3 separate regions of the Mus musculus genome follow, and regions 1 and 2 are each linked to region 3. Evidence: chromatin contacts called from public HiChIP or PLAC-seq data. All regions are on one chromosome and are shown on one strand. Each heading gives the region's core, a stretch centred on a gene start, on an enhancer-like site or on the middle of the called end of the contact. The rest is flanking DNA. Distances are from core to core; before and after follow the strand shown.

Region 1 (3,539 bases), core at 556-3,055, 240 kb before region 3:
TAGCCCACAACCCCTAGACAGGCCTGTGATCGCCTCAGTCTTGGGCTTTTGACCGGGTTTACAGCACCAAGGATGTCAAGGATGAATTTCCTTCTGTGGAGCAGGCCTCACATCCGACCTGAGAACGGTTGGTTACCTGCTTAGCTGTCATGTCTCTAAATTCCAGCGAGCACTTCCAGCCACCAGGTCAGTGCAGTGAGGATCACAGCTGTGTAAGACTGCTGGTGACTTTTCTCCTCCAGAGACTGGCACAGGACCTCTGGCCTGGGTAAGCTAAGCCAGCAGAGTTCCCTGGCCAGCTCGGGTTGTTTCTCTATGTTGTGCATCATAAGGGAGAGGTACCTTCGGTAATGGGGTCTCACCATCTAGTTCTGGAGGGCAACCAAGAGCAATGGCAGCAGCCTGTGTTGTGCCGGGTGCCTCTGGGGGCCCCCTTAACCATAACTCACAGGGAGGGATTGCCTGCCTGGCTCTGAGATCATTATTTATAACTTACGTCTTCTGGGGGCAGCGTTATTCACCCATGCAGAATCCTCCTGATATATATATATCCCCAAACAGCGCCACCTACTGGGACCAAACGTTTAAATACACGAGACTATGGGGATCATTTTACATTCAAGCTTGGGAACCTGAGCTCCAGACCCAGGGTTTTCAATCAGGGGTGGTTTTGCACCTCCCAGCCCAGGGAAACAATGGCAATACCTGCAGACACTTTGATAGTTGTAACAGGATGGAGTCGGGGGTTGGGGTTGCGACTGGCATTTCCTCAGCAAAAGATAGGGGTACTGTTAGATGCTTGTGGTGAGCAGACAGCTTCACAGTAACACAGACCGCTTTGACCCAGTGGTGCCAAGGTCAAGAAATCTCAGTCTCTACATATCTGTAAGGCACTGGAAGTCTGGAGCTGGCAGTGCTGAACCAGCTCGGGCTTCATGCAGCGACAGAGCATCAGCAAGGGCTGTAGAGGCCGCCTGTCCAGAAGCCTATCTATTCTCTTTTGTTTTTTCTCTCATGATCATGTATTTTTTAAATTTCCTTTGATAGCAGTGCCATACATGTGGAGACCAGAGGATGCATTTGAACTGATAAGGACTAGGTAGAACTGAAGGGCTAGATGGAATGTTAAGGCCTAGGTATAACGTTAAGCCTAAGTAACTCTTACGTGGCTAGCCTGCCATTTTGCGCTGTTACTAGTATTATAAGGAAACTTCCTTATGTGCAAGTTGATTGCATATTCTCTTAAATTCTTTGCTCTTGGAAACTGAGCACAACAGAGGTTAGTTAGAACTGCTCTGTATAGTTAGCCAAAATGAGCTTTGACCCAAATCAGCCAATCAGCAGCACTTCCTGCATATGTGTATAAGCTTGTATGGTATCTGCTTTTATAAGCTGCCCCTGGTGTGAGCCTGAGCATAAGAGAGACATCTGCATCTATTAGAAATAAGACTTCTATTTTGAGTAAGTGTTGAGAGGCTACCGTGGAAAACACCTTCTACCTCTTTCTTGCACGTGAAGAGCAGAGTACTGGGAGAATATTCTTGTACTCCAAGTTCAGAGACCATGGTCAGGAAGGCTAAATAAAGACAAGAGGGCCACCTCTCTCCGTGTCTGTGCTGGGGACACCTGGAGACCACATCGGCTTCTCTGCCTTGAGTTCATCATTTGTAAGCAACAGCTGCTAAGGAGAAAGGGTGGGGCAGGGCTGGCAAGTGAAGAACTCGCCCAGCTTCCTTGTTGGTGACACAGTCGTCGCTTGTTTACATTAAAGATAAAAAGGGCACAGCACAAGACTGCCAGGCAAAGTCTGGTGAGTAAGTAGAGAAGAATTCGGAGAAAACTTTCCTTACAAGAGGACCTCGTTGTCCTCTTGGCTGCAGTTAAGTGAGTAGTCAGTAGGTGGCGCTAGGTCACCACATAAGAGATTGCCTGCCCTGGCTGCAAATCAGTCTTGGAGCTCACACACTCCTCCTGAGAGAGGAAAATAGAGTAACAGGAGAGATTTAGTTCTTAAAATAAGTCAGCAGCCTAGTGAAGCAAGCACGACCACGGCAGGTACATTTTCTTGCTTGAACTGGCGGAGAAGGACGTTTGCTGCCAGGGGCTCTGGTTGCAGATTCCAAAGGATCAAAACACAAACGTAGATGAAGTCTCTCAGCAGGCCTGGCTTCACAGGTGAATCTGAGCCATCTGGTGCTGGCCGTACCGGCCCTAAGAATGCGATCCAGCAGGGACAGTATTCTGTGGTGACAGTTCAGAGGGAAGGGCTTTGTCACCCAGGCCCCTGTTTTCGCTGTCAGTGCTGATGCTGGGACCCCAGCTTGCGACCGTTTAGTAGACTTAAAGATTTAACGTGATCAGGCTATTTCTGGATAATGGTTTCTGCTTCCTTGCCTGGGGACTGAGCAAAAGACTCAAGAAAAAGGACCCCGAATAGCAGGTTGAAATGGTGCAGAAGAGTCTCCCCGATATTGAGAACTATGTTCCTGGAAAATGGGGCAGAGCAGGTTCTGGTATTTTGAGAGAGTCAAATACCCGATCATTATAGCACAGATTTGACAGAAAGAAAGGGGAGGAGAAAGATGGCGGGCTAAAGACACAGCAGGGTGGTAGGAATATATCAATTATACATAGTAACATAATAATATATTAATTATACATAATAGTTTCACTGTATTTCCATACACACATCTAAAGCATCTGCTATATTCACTCTCTCTTGTTCCCACCCCATCCAACCTGGTCCCCTCCCTCTTCCTAACACCCACTCCCCCCTTTCAACTTTCATGTTGTTTTTTGTTGCCGTTGGCCCGGTGCATTTCACTAGGATGCTTAGAGGATGAAAGGTTGTTTACTGGAACACAGGCAACTTAGTGTTGGTCACACCACTGAAGAAAGTGTTTTCCCTTCCCCCAGTAGCCATGAGCTGCTCAGAGCTCCTCAGAGAGGAGTTGGGTCTCTAGAGCCCCTCTTCCCTCCTAAGATGCTGATGGCCTTGTCCGGTGTAGGTCATCACAACGGCTGTGAGCTCAGACATGTAATTACCATGTCGTGCCTAGAAGACAGTGCTCCCAAGCAAAGAATTTTGTTTCTTAAATATGTGGGTGACCTTTGGGTGTATATCACTCCCTGTTCCCAGGAGTTTCTGAAGAGCCACTGGTCACAGGCCCGAGAAAGCAGTAAGTCAGTAGGACAATCGATAACCAGAATTTATAGACCCGAATAAAGGAATCAGTAAATTTGAGTTCCACAACAGCATACAGATCTTCTTCTGCAGATGACACACGTTGCTTCATGAATGATCATAATGGAAGCCTCTATAAATTGATGATGCTTGTGGATCTCAGCTCTACCCAACAGTGCAGCTTCCAGCTGGAGATACTGGCAACCTGGCTGTGGGATGCTATTCCCCAGGTCACCTCACATTAGCGTGGACCCTCAAGACCTCTGTTCTAGCAAACAGAGTTTCTTTTTTTATGCCTTGTGGGCAATAAGTGCCCAGGTGGCTCACTTTCATGTAGGGATAAAGTTATAAGCAG
Region 2 (3,601 bases), core at 951-3,450, 240 kb after region 3:
TAGTACCATGTCTGCCTTCCTGCTGCCATACTTCCTCCCATGGTGATAATGGACTGAGTCTCTGAAACTGTAAGCCAGCCCCAAGTAAGTGTTTGCCTTCATTAGAGTTGTCTTGGTCATGGTGTCTCTTCACAGCAATGAAAGCCCTAACTAAGAGAGAAAGCACATTCTAAATGTGGGTGACATCTTACCATGGCCTGGGGACGCTAGCTTCATGATATGGAGAATGCAAGAAGAACACCACTGTGTTTTGTGCTCAGTTTTCTGAATATTGATGAAAATAGCCAGCCACCTCAAGTTCCTGCACCTAATACTCTAATCCCTTGAAGCATGAAACCACAGCCATACTTCCCCTTCCTAAGTTGCTTTTGAAAGTTGTTTTGTCCAGCATTGAGGAAAGTCAGCAACATAAACCCCAAGGACCTCCTCTTAATGATCTAGTTCTTGCAGCAAGCCTTCAATTCCTAAGGTCCATAAACTCTCAAATCAGTCAACACAGGAGCCTCTGAGGGACATTTTATATTGTCATCCAAGCAAAGCCTAACAGATCTCACTGGCTAAGATCAGGGTGCTGGTGTGCTGCATTCCTATCTGGACGCTCTATTGGGAAATTCGCACCTTTGATGTTTTCATGTCTAGAAGCCATCCACATCTAATGGCTTGTGGTCCCTTCTTCTATCTGTAAATCCAGTAGGGTTGTATCTCTCTGAGCATCCTCTCATCTCTATAACCAGAGATAGCCAGGAAAGTTACTCTATGTGTAAGGACCTGGTGATTAGGTTGGGTGGAGCCAGATAATATTTCATGGTCCTTCTCTTAGAGTCCTCAACTCAACCACAACTGTGACCTCTCTCCCAATAAGCATACATGTTCACAACTTCTATAGATTGGGATGTGGGCATTTGAGGAGGCTCACGTTCTGTTAATCAGAAGGTCAATCTTAGATTTTAGTTAATTTTTAAAACATATAGAAGAAAAGGACAATGTGATGTCCCTTTCTCCAGGGACTTGAGGAGATCCCATTAGAAAGTAAAGTAATTTTACATTTGATAAAGAGGTTTAGGAGATTTCTGTTGAATTGGGGGCCACCCATTGCAATATGGGCCTTAAATGACTCCCAAATCAAAACCTCTGCTGTGCCATACAGCTTATGTGTCAGAGCCACACTTTTATGGGATACGTCTGTCTATTAGCTTGAGCTAACCTATAAAGAACTTCAAACACGGTGAGTCTAGAACAAAATCAACTCTCCAAAACTGGATCCTTGTGCTCTGATCCTCCATTCCAGTTAGCGCCGCCACCTTCCTGGCATCATGATCAGCCTCAACGCTGGGATCAACCCTCCTTCTGCACAAGCAATGGGACAATCAGTCCTATTATTTCTACCTTGGGTCTGTATCTGGAGTGTGGCCTTTCTCCTACTGCCCACTTTTCCTTGAGATTCTTTCATCTTCTACCTGAATTTCTTCACCTGTTTATTTTACTCTCACTGAGTTATCCTAGAACTTTCCATAAAAAAAAATGATTCTGCCAGGTTCTCCCTCACCTAAACAGTCTCTCTATTCATTTATCTAATTAGTTTGATTTAATTTTATGTGTATGAGAAGGGTTTTTTCCTTGCCTTATATTTTCTCTTGTTATTTTTCCCATCTTTAAAAAGTTGAAAGTGTTTTCTTTCCATATATGTATGAGTGTTTTGCTTACATGTGTGTCTGTGTATGTGTGCCCTAGAACTGGAGTTACAGATGGTTATGAGCCACCATGTGAGAAACTGGGAATTGAACCTGCGTCCTCTGGGAGACCAGCTGATGCTTTTAACCACTGAATCATCTCTAGACCCTTATGAAAATACTTCAACAGCATACACCTAAACAAAGAAGGAGAAAACACGGCTCTCTTACCTCTTGTTCCAAACCTTGTGCCAATCATTTTGCAGCCGTACCCATGAAGGTCTTCATGTTTCTGCCTGAAAAAAATTAGTTGAGATTCACACTGGGTTTTAGACCTCCATATACACCCCAGACTTCTAAATAACAAAAGCAGCAAACATATGTACGTGAGCAGCTCAAACATCCAGGGATGCAATAATTTTCCCATAGTCCTTGTGTATGAGCAAATGCAAAAGACAGAAAACATACCAGGGCTTGTTTATCCTGGCTCCCAGACCGACTGCTTAGGAAATACTCAGAGCCAGTCATGACTAATGTTCTCAAATATGACTTATTACTCATATAGCATAATCACAATAATACTCAGAGGCCCACACACTGTTTGTTTGTTCTGTTATTTGAGCCACAATTTAATGTCTGCTCAGTATGGAATCACCATAAAAGAACTATTAGCTTGCTGAGATAACCTATATTTAAAGAGCAGTCAATTCTATGGATTCTTGGCTCTTAATTGGCAACTATGTTCCAATTAAACGTGAGTTCTATTTAATGAAGTTCAATTGCAGAGAATGTTGAATTTGAAACAAGTTTTAAATGAGTCAGCTTGGGAAACATTCACCCTGTTTCTTGTGCTGATTCTACATAGAGAAAGATAAGGAGATGCTTGGAGTTGTGTGGAGCATAAATTGTCACATTTTCTATGAAATGGTCCATCCAGCCATATATAGATAACACTTACCTATTGAAAACACTTATCTGGACATCATGATGTTCCCTTCCCCATAATGGATACAGTACAGCTATTCCACTAAGACACCTCTCCTGAGAAACACTCAGAGTGACAAAATGGTAGTTTAGATTATTCTGGCTTCCATAATAACAATAAAGCCTAAGAGTGGACAAAGTTCCTTAGTTCTCATCGGATTTCTATATCTTCCAGGTAAGGAAGGACATCACTAGGCCCTCTCCAGATGTCTCTGTGGCCTATCACTGTTTAAAGGTGGTGTGCTCTTAGTTAAATTTTCATAACATTCCTTGGACATAAATATTGTTAGGTTGAAAATACAATTCTATGGTAGAGGGTCTGCATAGGATAGAGAATACCATGGGTTTTATCTTCAGCCCTGCAAAAAGTAAATGTCTAACACACACACACACACACACACACACACACACACACACACACACACATATCTATTTAAGTTCAATTCCAGAAAATGTTGAGTTTGGAACAAATTTCAAATGAGCTGTACCAGGAGCCCTTCAGACTGGTTCTTATGCTGGTTCTGCTTATAAAGGGATAGAGAGATACTTGGAGTTATATGGAGTGTGTGTGTGTGTGTGTGTGTGTGTGTGTGTGTGCGTGCGTGCAGAGTCAGAGAACACCTCTGGGAGTGGATTCTCTTCTTCCACCATATCAGTCCAGAAATTCAAATTCAGAATGTCAAACTTGGCAACAGGAATCTTCAGCAATTGGGCTAATACAGCAGCCCATGAACAAAGAGAAAACAGACAGAGACACAGACAGACAGACAGATAGATAGATCATAGATGCACAGATGATAGATAGAAAATCATAGATATATGAAGTATCAATAGGTTGACACAAAGAAAAACGATAGGTAGATAGATAGATAGATAGATAGATAGATAGATAGATAGATAGGTAGATAGACCGTAGATAGATAGGCAGACAGATGGAAAGATAGATG
Region 3 (3,569 bases), core at 879-3,378:
TGTGTGTGTGTGTGTTATATGTACATGTGTGTGTTTGTGTGTTATATGTACATGTGTGTGTGTATGTGTGTTATATGTACGTGTGTGTGTATGTGTGTTATATGTACATGTGTGTGTTTGTGTGTGTTATATGTACATGTGTGTGTATGTGTGTTATATGTACGTGTGTGTGTATGTGTGTTATATGTACGTGTGTGTATGTGTGTTATATGTACATGTGTGTGTATGTGTGTTATATGTACATGTATGTGTTTGTGTGTGTTATATGTACATGTGTGTGTGTGTATGTGTGTTATATGTACCTGTGTGTGTATGTATGTTATATGTACGTGTGTGTGTGTTTGTTTGTGTGTGTGTGTTATATGTGTGTGGGAATACTTACATGGCCTCCTTGTAGAGGCTAGAGGACAGTGTGTCAGGTGTCTTCTTCTGATACCTCTCACTCTATTCCTTTTGAGACAGGCTCTTCCACTTAACTTGGCTGGGAGTCTGCGAGATTCACTGATTTTCTTATTTCTGCCCCTGATACTGCTGGGGTTGTAGGTATGTATGGCTGTGACCAACTCTTTACCTGAGTGCTGGGGATTTGAACTCATGTTCTCATGCTTGTACACCGATAGCTCTTACTCACTAGGCACCTTCCCTCCCTCACCAGTGATTTAATACAACTACGCATTTATCTTTCTCTTTGTTAGTAAGTGGTGATAGAAGATCTGACTTATATATTTAAACATAGATGGTCTAGTGTTTTACAAATAAGGACACCTCACTTGAGTTTTAAACTTTCCTTGAGGAATGGTGGGACAAGTGGATGCTCACAGTCAGCTATTGGATGGATCACAGGGCCCCCAATGGAGGAGCTAGAGAAAGTATCTAAGGAGCTAAAGAGATCTGCAACCCTGTAGGTGCAACAACATTATGAACTAACCAGTACCCCAGAGCTCTTGACTCTAGCTGCATATGTATCAAAAGATGGCCTAGTCGGCCATCACTGGAAAGAGAGGCCCATTGGACACACAAACTTTATATGCCCCAGTACAGGGGAATGCCAGGGCCAAAATATGGGAATGAGTGGGTAGGGAAGTGGGGGGGGGGGAGGGTATGGGGGACTTTTGGGATAGCATTGGAAATGTAATTGAGGAAAATACGTAATAAAAAAAAAAACCAAAAAAAAAAAAAAAAACCAAAAAAAACATCAACATGTCACAACCTAGAAGCACGTGGGAAGGGAGCCTGAAGGAGAAATTGCCTTGATCAGATTGGCCCGTGGGCATGTCTCTGGGGGGTTATCTTGATTGCTTTGGTTAGCAAAGTTTGGGAAGGAACACCCTAAGTGGAGGTGGCATCATTTATAGGCTGGACTGTACAAGTAAAGAAAGCTAGCTGAATAGAGCAAGCTGGCAGTGTGACTGTGTCTAGTTTTCCCTGGTCTTTGCCGTATATATGACATGACTGGCTATCTCAAGCTCCTGCCTCCCTAACTTCAATGATAAACAGTAACCTGAAGTTGTAAGACACAAATCTTCCCTATTTGTCAGGGTGCTTCATCCCAGTCACAGTGACAGTGAGACAGAGCTGTGTTTTAGGTCTCCTGAGTTTCCTATTTTTTCTTTTAGTGAACAAATAGTTTTTTTTTTTTTTTTTTTTGAGTGTTTGGTTTTGCCTCAATTTTCTTATTTTGAGGGAGGGAAAGGCGATGAAGGATGGGTAGTTGTACTATCACTCTATGAACACAAATGGAGGTTTATGCCCACACAGGAGAATGTTGGAGTCAGGGACCATTAAACTTTCTTCGGGCTCAGATGGGAATCCTGGAATATGTTTGAATATAAAACCGAAGCCAGTGAACTCCGAGGGGAGACATGATCCTGGGGTTGGGGCTGGAGACAGTTTGAACAGAGGGACAGTTTGAAGAGGCGAGTTTGCCTAAAATCTGTCATGAGAATTTAAGCCATGGATGATGGGAAATTGTGGAGAGAAGGATTGGTTGTTGTGTGAACTTATGCAATCAACGTGAGGGCGCGCACACTTCGTCTGGCTCCAGGCCAGCAGCTCTCTGAGGAGCACTGTCAGGATTAATCAGAGTTTGCATGGAAACTGCAAAACTGAGAAACCCCTGCGAGTGCCAAATGTTATCAGCTTGCATCACAGCTTAAGTATTTGGTGGTGTGGTGTGAGGAGGAGCCACTTGCAGGAAATCTTAACGTTTTTTCTAGCGCTCTCTCGCACCCAACTTCGTTTTGATTTCACTGGAGCTTGGTGACTCGGGATTCTTCCTGGCTGTCTTTCTACTTACCTCCTAAGCGTGACAATGCCTGTGCTACATTCCTGTGGTTTGTGTTCTTACTTGTAATTTCAAATTAAAGCTATTTTATACATGGGAAGAGTAAACAGAACTGCAGTGCAGGCCTCAGAAACGATCTTAACTGGGATTGACAGACAAAACTGTTTCCTTTAGAAGAGATCTGCTTTCCCACCTTACCCTCATGCAGTGTCCTGTAGAGAGTCTGGGGTTATAGAAACATCTGCACAAAAAGTGGTCCCATCCCAAAGTGCAGATTCCCTTCATGCCACCAACTTGCCATTGTTGTAACCCCCAAATTAATGATACTAGAGAGACTTGAGTGTGTGTACAGTTTGCCTCTGTGTTCCCTGCCACCACCACCACCATCCCACCCCTGCAGCAAGCCTACTCCTCCTTGGCCCCTCCCCTATTGTTAGAATGGCACTACCCATCAAACTCCCCCTAAATGAAGACATTTTGAGGGGACAGCTTGAGACATCCTCCCCGCCTTTTTGTCTCCAACACTCTTGATAAACAGCCGAACTCTTCAGGGTGCTTGTCCTTGAGACCTTAGAAAAATCACAAGCTCAAGGGAAATCAGAGGTCAGGTCAGAGACAGTTATGACTGGCTATGAAGTTAGTCCCTGAACAGACACCCATTAACCCCCTCCCACTTCTGTACCTTTCCACCAAATGATTACAGCCCTTTACTCCCCTTTTCTGTGAACATTCATAACTATACCGTATATAAACCCAGTGTTTTCTGAACTCAGGGTTGCTTGCCAGCATTCACTCAGTGAGTTCGAGGCAGGCAATCCGAGTTCCAATGTGGAACAATAAAAGACTCTTTTGGGAGTTGCAGTGGACTTTGCAATTCTTGGACTTGTCTGGGTTTCCCGTGGACTCCGGACACAATGCCATCGGTCCTGGTTTGAAAACCACTTTCTCCCAGCTGTAGTAGACACATGCAAAGCCAGGCCTAGGTGCTAGTGAGGCAAATGGAAGGTGGAAGATCTCTTTGTTCTAAGTGAAAGAGGATAGATGTATAATAGAAAGATAAAATGAAAATCAAGGCTCATCACAGAGTAATAGGGACTCCATTTTGGACTCCCAGGCGAAGGTCCGCTCTGTCACAGCAGCTTTGATAATGATGGATAATCTTTAGCACTGAAATGCTGTCAGTCATTGGCTATAGAGAAAAAGCTGTCTTCCTGCTGGTGTCTATTGTCCACTTCTGGAGAATGTATTAAGTGTCCTTTTTAAAAAATTTTTTTAAAATTTTAAT

Evidence for each region. HiChIP or PLAC-seq counts read pairs in DNA pulled down with a chosen protein or histone mark.
Region 1: a FOXA1 HiChIP or PLAC-seq map of pancreatic cancer cells shows a contact between it and region 3. The contact joins two enhancer-like sites. A contact is called at or near these places in 2 of 15 datasets of contacts at CTCF or cohesin (the NIH/3T3 cell line and embryonic stem cells), 5 of 484 Hi-C or Micro-C datasets (the HL-1 cell line, bone marrow-derived macrophages, embryonic stem cells and 1 more) and 3 of 115 datasets of contacts at active chromatin or transcription factors (bone marrow-derived macrophages, fibro-adipogenic progenitors and pancreatic cancer cells).
Region 2: a contact with region 3 is called in a FOXA1 HiChIP or PLAC-seq map of pancreatic cancer cells. The contact joins two enhancer-like sites. A contact is called at or near these places in 2 of 39 promoter capture datasets (the 3T3-L1 cell line and liver), 3 of 484 Hi-C or Micro-C datasets (adipose-derived mesenchymal stem cells and embryonic fibroblasts) and 3 of 115 datasets of contacts at active chromatin or transcription factors (the NIH/3T3 cell line, bone marrow-derived macrophages and pancreatic cancer cells).

What each region holds. Positions count from the first base shown.
Region 1 is chr1:183,440,391-183,443,929 of GRCm38.p6, forward strand. No RefSeq gene overlaps it. Among named protein-coding and RNA genes, the nearest start is that of Hhipl2, 24 kb to the left of the region's middle. Within about 2 kb of position 1,806, at least 48 of the 459 cell types and tissues checked have an H3K27ac peak or open chromatin away from gene starts, as enhancers often do. A contact at or near this core is called in the HL-1 cell line, the NIH/3T3 cell line and pancreatic cancer cells, where this site is marked.
Region 2 is chr1:183,919,276-183,922,876 of GRCm38.p6, forward strand. No RefSeq gene overlaps it. Among named protein-coding and RNA genes, the nearest start is that of Gm34130, 16 kb to the right of the region's middle. Within about 2 kb of position 2,201, at least 43 of the 459 cell types and tissues checked have an H3K27ac peak or open chromatin away from gene starts, as enhancers often do. A contact at or near this core is called in the NIH/3T3 cell line and pancreatic cancer cells, where this site is marked.
Region 3 is chr1:183,677,988-183,681,556 of GRCm38.p6, forward strand. No RefSeq gene overlaps it. Among named protein-coding and RNA genes, the nearest start is that of Gm39724, 48 kb to the left of the region's middle. Within about 2 kb of position 2,129, at least 51 of the 459 cell types and tissues checked have an H3K27ac peak or open chromatin away from gene starts, as enhancers often do. A contact at or near this core is called in the HL-1 cell line, the NIH/3T3 cell line and pancreatic cancer cells, where this site is marked.